Linked DNA regions of Macaca mulatta: region 2 is linked to region 1. The links are chromatin contacts, called in public Hi-C maps. All regions are on one chromosome and are shown on one strand. Each heading gives the region's core, a stretch centred on a gene start, on an enhancer-like site or on the middle of the called end of the contact. The rest is flanking DNA. Distances are from core to core; before and after follow the strand shown. Region 1 holds the start of EDEM3 (ER degradation enhancing alpha-mannosidase like protein 3). Region 2 holds the start of SWT1 (SWT1 RNA endoribonuclease homolog).

Region 1 (6,702 bases), core at 3,761-6,260:
AAATGGGGATTTAAGAGAGGGACCAGGACACAAAATGTACTCCCTTGAAGAGCCATGTGACTTGGTTTTACTTCTGATACTTGAAGTAAATGGAAAATGGCTACTAAATAAGTGACCCAACCAAATAATCATGACACAGGAGCAAACTTTCTTGCCTGAGAGAGTTGGAGCTGGTGCCAATGAGAGAAATGGGATAGTAATCTGAAGCTGAAGTGATTTTGAAGATCTCAAATCAAGACTGAGAGGTGGAAAAAGCCCTGGGGACATCTTTGGGGGAGGTGAATCATCTGAATTTCTCATTCTCTTTTTTAGAATTTGAAAAAGTCAGTTGACGACATTCACTGAATATCTTTTTCATGAAGTGCTCTTTCTAAGGCCTCAAAGTCACTAATTGTGAATACAGAATAAGCACTGTCTTTATTTAATGTTTGCAAGATTGGGTTCTCTAGAAGAAAATTGTTCTGTCAATTCTGCACACTATCAAAGAATAGGAAAAGCAATTTGAAGAATGACAAAATCACCACTCCCAAATTCCATACTACTAAAGAATTCAAATCATTTAGGGGCAACTGCTGTTGTATGACCAGTTTTGCACAGCTGGTCCCAGCTTCCTGGGACTATTTCTGAGCCATAATATTAAAATGGAGCCCCTCCCTATGTTTTTGAATCCATATGGTTCTACCCGGGGCTCCTGTCCCTCCCTAACCTCTGACTTATCCAAGCAGGAAAGTGAGCATGCATATTTACATAAGCTACAAGGCTGTGCAAATAGACTGTTATCTGGTTAAAGGGCATTTTAGAAATGGCTGTTATTTCTTACCATTTTTAATGGGTTTTATACATCTAAAATCTTTACATATTTAAAAGTCCTTATCCTTATTCTTCTGATGTGCTTTCTACCAGTCTTTTTCCCTCTGTACAACACTAGGCTCTCTCAATTAACTCTTATGTCCTTTTTACCACTAAGTGTGTAGGTTTTAAAATAATGTATGTAAATTTTTCCTACTGTTCATAAAGTGCCAATTAGCTAAGAATTTCTATTATTTTCATTACAGGGTTAAAAATGGTTTCTGTTTCTTTGTTTTTTGTTTTTTTGAGACAGGGTTTTGCTCTTGTCACCCAGACTAGAGTGCAATGACATGATCTCGGCTCACTGAAACCTCCACCTCCTGGATTCAAGCGATTCACCTGCCTCAGCCTCCCAAGTAGCTGGGATTACAGGAGCCTGCCACCACGCCCAGCTAATTTTTGTATTTTTAGTAGAGACAGGGTTTCACTATGTTGGCCAGGCTAGTCTCGAACTCTTGACTTCAGGTGATCTGCCCACCTTGGCCTCCCAAAGTGCTGGGATTACAGGTGTGAGCCACTGAGCCTAACAAAAAAAAAAAAAAAAAAAAAAAGAATTTCTTTTTTGAAAAATGCATTTTGTGAATATATTTTTCTTTTATTTCCATGGGCTCCACCTTTGATAAGTTTTATAACTTTTTAGGTCACACTAGATTTTCTACTTAAGGTTGCTGAGATCGGTGAAAAACAGGCTCAATCATTGGCTAGAAATTGAATTTCAACAAGGGAAAAAAAGACACTTATTATTTAGCACTTCAAAAAAGAATTATGTTCTGGCTTCCCATTATAATCTTTAAGAATGCAGCGTTAACTTGAAAACAAACAAATACACCAGAAAATGTTAAACATTAAATGCCAGTACTTCTTTAGTATGTTCTTAATGATAGTTCATAGTCAATTTTGACTTCTTATAAAGGTTTGGAACATCAGGAAGGTAAAGAAAACTGTGTTATTGCCAATAATCCACTTCAAATTATTGACTTGACTACATTTCCATATAACTGAATGTCACTATTTTTCTGTTTTATTTGTTCTTAGTTTTCAAATACCGTATGATTGGTGTTGACCTTTAGTTTGTAATGTTCTCTACGCAAGAGCCAAGACCAACTCACAGGTATTTATTTAGCTAACTTCATCACCAACGCTGCCAAAGAGGATCCAGGATGGAACCAACGTTGGATTGCAGATCCGTCCAAAGAAAGGATAATATTAAATATTGTACAGAAGTGACCTCATGTGTTTTCATAGCATCTATGTAAGTAGATAAAAGGACTATATATTCCCACTTTTTAGATAAGGAAACTGAAGGAATACAGAAACAAGTATGTTAAACATTTATTGAGCATCTACAGCAGGAGATGCACAGTGCCAGGTGTTTCAGAATATCCTTATGCTATAGTTTGAGTGTGTCCCCCAGAATTTCTGTGTTGGAAATCTGGTCCCTGGTATGGTGATCTGGGGAGATGGGGCCTTTAAGAGGTGATTAGGTGATTAATGCTGCTCTCTCCGGTCTGGGTTACTTCTTGCTAGAGTGGGTTCTTATTCTCTCAGGACTGGATTAGTTACTGCCAGAATGGGTTGTTATGCAGAGAGGCTGCCCCTCGTGTTTCACCTCTTTCACACATGCCTGCTTTTCCACCATGTCATGATGCAGCGTGAGGCACTCATCAGAAACCAACCACATGCCGGTGCCAGGTTTTTGGATTTCCCAGTCCAGAATCGTAAGAAACAAATTACTTTTCTTTATAAATTACCCAGTCTCAAGTATTCCATTATAGCAACAGAAAACAGACGAAGACAACCTACAAATAAGCTAAAATCAATACTTTTCATGTGGCCAAAATGTAGTGGGTATGCAGACTGTGAAAAACACAATAACAAAGACACAGAATACAATGGAGGCATAGAGAGAGGATAACTTTTTGCTAACTAGAAGGTTCTGGAAGGGTTTTGTGGAGACAGAATCTGAGCCCAGCCTTAACAGGTGGTGAGTGTTGTACAAAGATGATGGGGTAGCACAGGAGATGGTATGAGCAAAGGCATGGAAAGGATACAGGATAGGAATTATTTAGTTATCATATAGGATTTGAGGGCAGGGCAGACTAGAAGGAAGAAAGAAGGTGTTCAGAGGGTTTGCAGATGTTCCTGAATACCAATTCTGACAGCCATGTATAGAGGAGAGTAGGGTAGCAGGGAGATCATCGGTAACTTCATCATTAAGGCTGCCAAAGAGGACTAGGATGGAACCAATGTAGGATTGGAGATCCATTAAAAAAAAAACAAAGGATACTAAATATTGTACAGAAATGACTTCATGTGTTTTCACAGCATCCATTTTAGTAGATAAAAGCAGGGGTCCCCAAGCCTGGGGTAGTGGACTGGTACCAGTCAGTTGCCTCTCAGGAGCAGCAGGTGAGCAAGCATTACCACCTGAGCCCCACCTCCTGTCAGATCAACTGCGTTAGAGCCTCATAGGAGCATGAACCCTATTGTGAACTAGACATGCGAGGGATGTAGGTTGCACGCTCCTTATGAGAATCTAATGCCTGATGATCTGAGATGGAATGGTGTCTCTCCCGCCCTGTGGAAAAATTGTCTTCCATGAAAGTGGTCCCGGTGCCAAAAAAGTTGGGGACTGCTGGATAAAAGGACTACATTTTTCCCACTTTACAGGTAAGAAAACTGAAGGAATAAGGAAACAAGTATATTCAACATTTATTGAGCCAGTGCAATAGTTTAGGAGAGAGGTAATGGACGCTTTAACGGAGCAGAAGTGGGAATAGAAAGAAAGGTAATAATCTGAAAGATAGAAGAGGTAAAATCTATATAATTTGGTAACTGAATGCACACGGACCACGAAGGATAAAGATGAGTTGACAATGATTCCGATGCATTAATATGAATCACAAAACATCTTACGTTTGAGCTACCCCTGGGCCAGACGTTAGGACATTCCTATTAGGGAGGTGGAAATGTGGGTCTAATGATCAGGACAGATGTTGATTTGGAAATCAACCACAGAGATATGTTGGCTGAATCATTATGAGAAGAAATCACCAAGGAATAATTAGAGTACAGAGAGAAAAAGGACAAAAAGAAAACCTTAAGGGAACACCTTTTCAAGAGGAACCAACATGTCATTTTACCAATAGTTAACCTGGGACTCAGTCATCAAAATTCATTGCAAGTTCCAATCTCCTTCATTAAACCTTCTTTGCAGCCCACACAGTTCTCCTTACATTGAGCTTTTTAGATAACTATTATTAATCATGTACGAGGACCCACGTGCTCCTTCATCCTTGTAGTACTGCGCGGTGGTTAAATGCCAGGGCTTCCGAATCAGAGGCTGGTTGGATTCTAATCCAGCAGTGTGACGAGCTTTTGTTAACCAATCTTTCTAAGCCTGTTTCCTCGTCTGCATAAGGGGTATGGTGGTACTTACTCTATCAGACTTGAGAAGAATGCATGAGATAATTGCGAGTAAAAACCTTAGAGCAATGCCTTCAAAAGCTCAATTCATTTTGCTGTTACTGTGTTTTGGAATTTCCCTGAGGGTAGACGACTACTCCAACACTATTCCCTAAGGCATGCAGCAGCACTGACTTGGGGGCAGTGCGCCTCATTCAGCCAGCTCTCTGGGAAACAGCTTTCTGAGGAAGAGAGATAAACAGTTGACGGGTTTCCCGAGACTCAGCAGCCCACCGAGGCAGGGCTGACTGCAGGGCGCCGAGGAAAGGGGGAGGTGGGACCCCAGCAACCACCGGTGACCTCGGCGGACCACACGTCCCAGAGTGCCGCGCGCCCACTCTAGGTAGAAGTGAGCGACGCGGCTTCGAGTCGGCTTGCGAGAGAGCCGGGGAGGAAGCAGTGCACACTGGGACTGGTAGTCCTCAGGGGGCAACTCCGCGGGTCGGAGGCGGGTCGAAGCGAGAGATCCCTTCCCAGTCCCGCCTTTTGTCCACGTCTCACTTCTCCTGGCCAATGCCCTCTCCAGTCGCTGGAGACAGCCCCTCTCTGATGCGGTCTCCATTGGTCCTGAGGCTCCACGGCTTCGGTCCTACCCGGAAGTAACGTTGGGGAGGCGGTTTCCTAGACTACGACACCGGAAAGCTGGGGGAGGCGCTCCGGGATACTGAGGGCGGAGGGCGGTGGCAGCGCTGGCGCTGGGGACCGGCTCGGTGGCTTCGGGAAACAGTTCGGCGCCGGCGGCCGCCCGTGTTACTCCGCATCCCGCCCCGTCTCGGCACGGCTAGCAGCCCCCTGGCCACCGGCGTCCGGCAATGTGTCTCACCGGCCGGGCGTAGCAGCTGCGCGTGCGCGGGACCGCGGGGCCATGAGCGAAGCCGGCGGCCGGGGCTGTGGGTCCCCGGTCCCCCAGCGAGCGCCATGGAGCCTAGTGGCGGCGACGGCCGCGATCTGCCTGGTGTCGGCCACATCCGTGTGGACGGTGGGGGCCGAGCCCATGAGTAGGGAGGAGAAACAGAAGCTTGGGTAAGGGTGCTGGCAGCCTGGGGTGGGTTTCTCGGTGAGGCTGACCACGGGAGGGGTGCCTGTCATTGCGACCCGGTCGCGTATAGTGGCCTCTCCTGTCGCGATTGGAACGGCTGTTGCCGCGCGAGAACCCTAATGGGGTGGACAGGGTCCGGGGAAGTGGGAGCCGCCGCTCGCGACCTGACCTCGGGGGGAGCTGACGGGTTGTCGCCCTGGCCGCCAGTGACATGTGCAGGCTCCTTGAAGCCAGGCGCGGTGTGTCAACGCGGCTGCCATGTCAGTGGCCCGAGAAGGGGGCTACAGCCCGCATCGCTGCGCGCTGGAGTCCTGCGGTTGGTTGCCGGTCGACCGAGGCATGGTTAGCTTTCTCGCTCAAGGGAGCTTCCAGCTGGGAAAATGTTGCTGATCTCACAGTAGTTAAGGAAATGATGTTTACACCTGTTACGGAAAAGGGGGCGTTCATTGGAACTTGAACTTTACACATTTTACTATTTCCTTGCAGTGTTTTCTTGCACTGTATTTTCATAATAGAATAGAATGGGGGGAAATTATTCAAAAGTCTCAAGTATACCTATTCAGTAGTTTTTATCCGTCTTGGAAGTGTCGTAAAATTATCAATTCTATTTACACCATTTAATTCAGAGTCAGTAATACATACACGAGGTCCTACACATGAATAAGAAAAAAGCGAAGAACCAGTAGGAAATGGGCAAAAGGCATGAACGGTTAAGCCAGAAGAGGAAATGGAAGTGGTAAACATGAAAAGTTACTCAACCTCCATAAATGTAAGAGATGCAGATTAAAACAAGGAGCTAGCTGGGTTTTGCCCATCAGATTAGTAAATATAATACAAAACACAGGAATACAGTTCTGGCTAGTTCAGGAGTGAAAAAGGCTTAGTGAGAGTGTACATTGCTGTTAACTTATTGGTAGTCTCTCCTAAAATTTACATTGTGCACACTCTGATTCATCAGTTCTGTTTCTGAGAATCTACCCTAAGAAAATAAAAGCACTCTTAATGCAGAGATAGATCCAGCCTGGGCAAAAAGAGCGAAACTCCGTCTCGGAAAAAAAAAAAAAAAAGAAGTGCAGTTTGAAAGAACAACTGTTCCTTGGAGGAAATGGTTGAATAGGGTACGTTCATATTATGGAATAATATTGAGACATTAAGAAGAAGGAAGTATGTCACTGGAAGCCTATCCAGAATATATTTCCAAGACAAAAAAAAAAATGCAAGTTGTAGAATAATGTGTATAGTACCATCCCACGTTTTTTTAAAAAAGAAAAAAAAATAGCTCAGAAAAAAGTGGAACGAAGGAGGGTGGTGGAACCATCAGGTCTTACTTTATGTACGTCATTTAAATC
Region 2 (6,494 bases), core at 2,589-5,088, 380 kb before region 1:
AAATGTATCTCTAGGTCAGTAAATCAAAATTCTTACTTTTTCACCAAAATTGGGTGATGAAGTGGTGGTGTCCTTCCTCTGAGACGTCTCTTTTTTCCCACAGGATTCTTTGCTGGACATCCTGAAAAGCTAACATAAACATTAAAAATACAGGTTTTTTTGCAATAAAAAAGAAAATAGAAATTTGTCTTCTTTCAGTTATATAAAGATTGGAGTTTTACAAAATGATCTTTTTTTTTTTTTTTTTTGAGATGCAGTCTCACTCTGTCGCCCAGGCTGAAGTGCAGTGGCATGATCTCGGCTCACTGCAACCTCTGCCTACCGGGTTCAAGCAATTCTCCTGCCTCAGTCTCCTGAGTAGCTGAGATTACAGGCATGTGCCCCACCCCCTGCTAATTTTTGTATTTTTAGTAGAGACGGGGTTTCACCATGTTGGTCAGGCTGGTCTCAACCTCCTGACCTTGTGATCCGCCCACCTCCCAAAGTGCTGGGATTACCGGTGTGAGCCACTGCTCCCAGCACTATGATTACTATTTTTTAACCATTCCCAAGATGACAAGATTCTCTCACTATTCCACTTTTCTTCACTTACATTCTCCTTCAAAATTACCCATTCCTCTCCTTCAGCTTCATCTATCACCTTTCCAGGAAGGAGTCTCAAACCATGCCTTGATCCCTGACTTCTCACATAAGCATCAGATCACCATTTTCAACTGACTCCAGGTTGCTATATTCTGCACTACCTACATTTCAAAGCCAATTAGTCATAAGTTTCATTTTCCCGAAACACCTTCAGTCATTCATTGAACAAGACTTTGGCAAATCACACACTTTTTTTGAGTCTTGGTGTCATTACTCATAAAATAGATAACCCATCCCACAGGGTTTTTGAGGTACTCAAACAATGGATGTAAAATGTATCTTGCGGCTGGGCACCTTGGCTCACTGTAATCCCAACACTTTGGGAGGCCGAGACAGGCAGATCAACTGAGGTCAGGAGTTCAACACCAGCGTGGCCAACATCATGAAACCTCGTCTTTACTAAAAATACAAAATTAGCCAGGTGTGGTGGTGCATGCCTGTAATCAGAGGCTGAGGGAGGTGAATCGCTTGAACCTGGGAGGCGGAGGTTGTAGTGAGTCGAGATCGCACCACTGCACTCCAGCCTGGGTGACAAGTGCAAAACTCCATCTCAAAAATAAAAAAAAAAAATTAAAAAAAAACATACATATACATCTTGCATAGGTTGGTACACAGTAAGGTCTACATATATACTTGCTTGTATGGTTGTCTTTCTACTAGACCCTGAGCTCCTTGAGTATGCTGTACCAAAAACTTAGGTGCTCATACATGCCTACTGAGTGAATAAACGAGTGAATTCTTCTTCCTTGTAATATTAACTCTTTCATTCTGAACCACTTCCAATTCGCTCACTGTAGTTCCTCTGTTCACTTCCCATCCCAGTCTCATTTTTCCAGCCCTGCTGTGGACCAAGTAAATACTGTCAGTGGATGACAGTATTGTGGGCTATCTCAGAAAAACACTTACGTTTATTCGGACAAACGTTTTATATTTGTACTAGTGTGAAACTCCTATCGATTTTATGCAAATCAAAACATAAACTAAATGAGGGGAGACTTCCTGTGCTGGCCAGTCTCCTGCTGGATGGCTCCTGATGATTCCTGATGCTTGGTAATCACACACTTACGTAATCCCCTACCACAATGAATAGGGGTGACCTGTGTAACCAATAAGATATTGCTACATAGTAGTATGTGGCTAAATCATATAAGACATCATGACTTCTACCTTGTCCTGTCTTGGACTGCTCACTCTAGGGAAAGCCAGAGTGTCATGAGGACACTCAAACAGCCCATGGAAAGGCTCGCAAGAGAAGAACTACTGGCCTCTTGCCAACAACCAGAACCAACTAACGGCCAGGCACATGAGTGCGCTACCTTTGAAGCTGATGATCCTGCACCCCTAATCAACTGATATGACAGCAGCCCTGGCACATACCTTCACTGCAACCTCATGAGACCTAAAGCCAGATCAACCCAGAAAGTCGTTTCTGAGTTCCTGATCCACAGAAACTGTGGAGTAATAAATGTTTATTGTTATTTTAAGCTACTATGTTTTGGTATAACTTATGCAGCAGCAATAGATGAATAACATTATTTTTTTAATTCTTCAAACATTGAAGATTCCTTCTTCAGGATGTCTTACAAGCAGAGACCATGCTTAGAAATTCTTACAAAAATTCCCACAGAATCCACATACCAAAATCTAACCCTTTTAATCTGGTTTCCCGCTGGTATTAAATGACATTAACATACTGAATCCAGCTTTCAGTTAACCATCTAGTAATTTAGAAATAAAAAATCATCATGAACGACAGTTAAAAAAAAAAAGAAAGAAATGAGAACAAGAATTATTGGATGATGCACAGATATAGTTAGCATATCCGTAAGTTATAGTCAGTGTTATCCCGTTTTTAATTGACTGTTGAGCCATGAGTCAACTATACATTCAGGAATACTAGATAAAAGCTGTGCGGGAAGATCAGTAAAAGGGATTTAGGCCTATAACTCACAGAAGCTTCACGGGGATCATCTGTTCCCACTAAACTGGCGAGAGGTTAAACGCACACACACACCCCTCCATTATATATACTTCTTAAACTACAGGGGGAGGAGTTAACTTCCAGTTAGTGCTTCCAAGTGCCAAATAATGATGCTATCTCTTCCCCGGGGTTCTGAAACAAGTAGGTAACAAATAGACCAAGAAGACTGGCGTTTATCAACTTCATTAACTAAGAAAAGCTAACTGCAAGCACGCGTCTTGTTCTTGAGACTAAATTGGGCTCCCTCTCCTGCCCTGCTGCCTAGAAGGTTCGGACCAAACCCAAGCAGGGGAGCCAGAAAGTTCACGTTTTTCTCCTTCCTGTCCCAGTGGATTTATCGGGGGGACAGAAGAAAGGAACGAGACAGCCTCGAATGTCAAGTAGGCACTAAGAGTGAAGCAGAGAGAAGTATGGGGGACAGGGGACTCACTAGCATATGCTTTGGGGATCTGAGACGCATCAAAATCAAATGACCCGAAGCTCTACCCACTCAGAGCTCTGGTTACTAAAAGCCTGAAAACAAAGCAAAATAGAGCAAAACAACTAATTTCTATCCACTGGTCACACCGCAGAACTGCTGATATTGGCAACAGGAAGACTAAAGCAAAAATAAAAACAAAGGAAAAGAGCGTTCAGGTCACGGTGTACATGAGGGTGCGAAATGAAAAACAGACCCTAACTCCAAGTCAGCTGGAAGGACGGGCAAGCTCGTCAGCTGCTAGTAAACCGCCGCGGCCCGCGGGCTCCGCACGAACCGACCAGACCCCAACACTGGGCAAAGGGCAGCCCCGGAGGCAAGCCGGGCCAGAACCACACCCTCCACGGAGCTGAGACGTCCTCGGATCCGCCCATAGAGTTGCCCCGCCCAGGTCCGGGTGACTCCTGAGTGCTCAGCCCGGCCGGCCGCCCGCCGGCCAGGATACTTGGGGCGGGGGACGAGCGGGAACCTGCCCAGCAAAACGTCAACGTACCCCGCCCCCCCCAGTTCCTACCTTACCAGCGCCGGCTGCGGTGGCGACTCCGAAGCCCCAGGCCAAAGGAGAGGGACCCCCACCCCCCGACACACCCCGCCCCACCAACTGTATGCCCGCTGGGAAACGTAGTTCTGCGCCCAGATCCAGCGTGTCTACCCACCGCTCCGCAGCTTTTGCTTAGATTTGCATTTACTTCCTGCAAGGCTTGCTCGTCGGCCCCGCCCCAGGCTGCGCAGTGTACCCTGGGTGCTGTAGTCTTTGTTCGGTCTGGGGGTTGGCCGGTGGGAAGGAGACGCACCGTAGAAACTGAACCCTCTTACCCAATTGGACGCCGTCCCCAGTACGCTTCTGCGCAGTTTGTGGTGGCGTGGTAACGCCTCGGGGAAAGGGAAGCGGACGGCATCTGGAGTCGCACCCTGTGGCTATTTTCTACTAACAGGATTTGGTCACTGGTTCTTCATCTTTTGTCTGTTGCACGCATCCCGCCCTCCCCACTTGCTTCCCTACTCCTTGGATCCAGCCCAGTGGGCACTCACGTCAGTTCTCTGACCCCGCCGTGAGCCCCGCTCCGGGTCCCCGGGCGGGCCTGGCACGGAGGCGGTAACTATGGAGAATATGGCGGAGGAGGAGCTGCTGCCCCTGGAGAAGGAGGAGGTGGAGGTGGCCCAGGTCCAGGTCCAGGTCCCGACCCCGGCCCGGGACTCGGCTGGGGTCCCAGCTCCGGCCCCGGATTCGGCTCTGGACTCGGCTCCGACTCCGGCCTCGGCTCCAGCCCCAGCCCCTGCCCTGGCCCAGGCTCCGGCCCTGTCCCCGTCCCTAGCCTCTGCCCCTGAGGAGGCTAAAAGCAGTAAGTGCAGGAGGCCCAGATCTTTCTGCCGCAGAAAAGAGAAAGTGCGCCTTGCTGGGAAGTAGGGGAGACCCTTCTTCACCGGGATGGTTTTTATGGGGCAAGGCAGGTTTAGGGAAATGGAGGGGAGGGAAGAGAGGCCCGTGTAGCGGCTAAAACAAGGGTACAGAGTGGGAGACGGCATCTTCATAAGCCACGAGGATGTCACGGTGAGGGATATGCGGAGGGCAGGAATGCTGCAGATAGAAGGAAATAATGAGGTTAAGGGCTTTTTCGTAAAAGGGAATCTTTTTAAGGTACAAAAATAGGAAGTTACACATAATTTGGTAGTTTCCCACAGTCCAGACTACCGTGGTTAACTAGGTTCTTTGAAATGTGACATAGTAACCGAGGCAACCTGTTTACGGTAGTGGATCCTAGCTGCCAACATTTATAAACCATTACTGTCAACTAGCTTTTCTGCTTCGACGTACACAAGGAGATGAGTTTTTCTCATTTCAGTTTTTTCCCCCCTATGGGCAGCTTGCTTCCGAAGAGATTTTGAGGCTGAGTAGTAGTTTAGAAAAGAATCGACTAAATTTATGGATGTTTTCACCCATACATAAATACCAATTGAGTTTTGTACTCCATTCCATCAGAAATAGACTGTTGAGAATTAATGGCCCATATTATTGTGCTTCTCAATGTGCCTGCATGTTTTCTAAGTGGTGGTTTATTGGACCATATAGGAATTTAAAAGATTGATGAGTAACACTTTCTTAAGGATCTTCTAAAATTTTTAAATGTAAGGTCTAAGAAAGACTTAATGTAAGTTCTTTTAACATTTAGTTTGTGGTCATAAATTGACCTTTATGTGCTTTCTGAATTGGAATTTAAAATAATCTTTAATTCATTATTTTTCCTACTTCTAGGCCAGTTTTGAGTTTAATATTTATAAAACATTGGATATAGATAGGATTATTTTGCAGTGTTGAAACAACATACAAATTGTTATAGATTTCAGAGTATGTCTAATCACAGGAAAGAAAAGCCAGGATGCTTGAGGTAAGCCCCTTCTCATCATATAAGATCAGAGCTTGTAGGTACAAAATAAAGCCAGTTGTTTCTTCAACTACAGTGGGTAGGGATGGGGGAGGCATGGGGAGCTGAGGGGGTTCTACTCTCCTAAGTAGCCTCCTACCTCACTTCCAGGTTGTATTTGTTTATATTAGTCAGAAGTGGTTCAGCAGCTTTAGGAAATGCATGCATTCTCCACCTCCCCACCATCAAAAATACGTTAAACATAGTAAAGACTTATCTGTATATTCCAAAATTTACAAATATGTAATTTGAGGAATGCATACCATATGGGAAACTGAAAATGCATTAGTAGGACAAATATGTAATGATTGAGAAGTCTGAAATGCATTTGAACTAATACATGTATTAATCACATTTTAAAAATTATTTTTAGTTGGTCTAATTAGTCCTTTGAAATCAGTCATAACTAGGTAAGATGAAGATAACCTATCTGAAATAGAATTGAAAATTGAGGAAAAAGTAATACAAGTTGTAAAAGACCCTCCTTGCATGTTGGAGACATCTAATTTAACAAGAGGTTTGCCTGTTGACTTCTGGATTAATAGTGTGTTACAAAAAGCAGATTGAGTATTTTGCATACAGATTGTCTGATACGTATTATCTTAAACCAGAAGGTGATTTCAGAGATGTTTATAGGCATATCATGAATTTTTAGATGTTCAAGAGTTTCTTCAGTAGTGGACCACAGGATTTTTAGTTTTCTAACTTAACCAAACTCCTTTCCCTTATTTTGTGTTATTTAATAGAATAATTTCAATAGGCACGTCTTTATTGATTGCTGTTTATCTTGTCTCACATACACAGATCTTTGAACTCTGGAACCGAAAGCCTTTATGGTTACAAATTAGATAGGTTAGTTTGTACACACGGGTTCATTTCTGGAATGTTACTGTCTGACCTAGCAAAAGATTTTTATGAAAGATGAAAAAGTTTTACCTGTTTATAGAAATTATATCTCATTATAACTCAT

What was found. A called contact is a pair of places that touch in the nucleus more often than the background predicts.
Region 2: a Hi-C map of liver shows a contact between it and region 1, with 2.2 times the contacts expected there. The contact joins the promoter of SWT1 here to the promoter of EDEM3 in region 1. A contact is called at or near these places in 3 of 14 Hi-C or Micro-C datasets (fetal cortex germinal zone, fetal cortical plate and liver).

Annotation. Positions count from the first base shown.
Region 1 is chr1:42,230,182-42,236,883 of T2T-MMU8v2.0, reverse strand. It overlaps EDEM3 (ER degradation enhancing alpha-mannosidase like protein 3), which reads left to right and starts at 5,010. Exons shown (of 20, transcript NM_001266794.1): 1 at 5,010-5,337. The coding sequence starts at 5,180.
Region 2 is chr1:42,613,707-42,620,200 of T2T-MMU8v2.0, reverse strand. SWT1 (SWT1 RNA endoribonuclease homolog) reads right to left here and starts at 3,838. Exons shown (of 19, transcript XM_028851396.2): 1 at 3,758-3,838; 2 at 37-129. The coding sequence starts at 120. It overlaps TRMT1L (tRNA methyltransferase 1 like), which reads left to right and starts at 3,991. Exons shown (of 15, transcript NM_001260768.1): 1 at 3,991-4,444. The coding sequence starts at 4,204.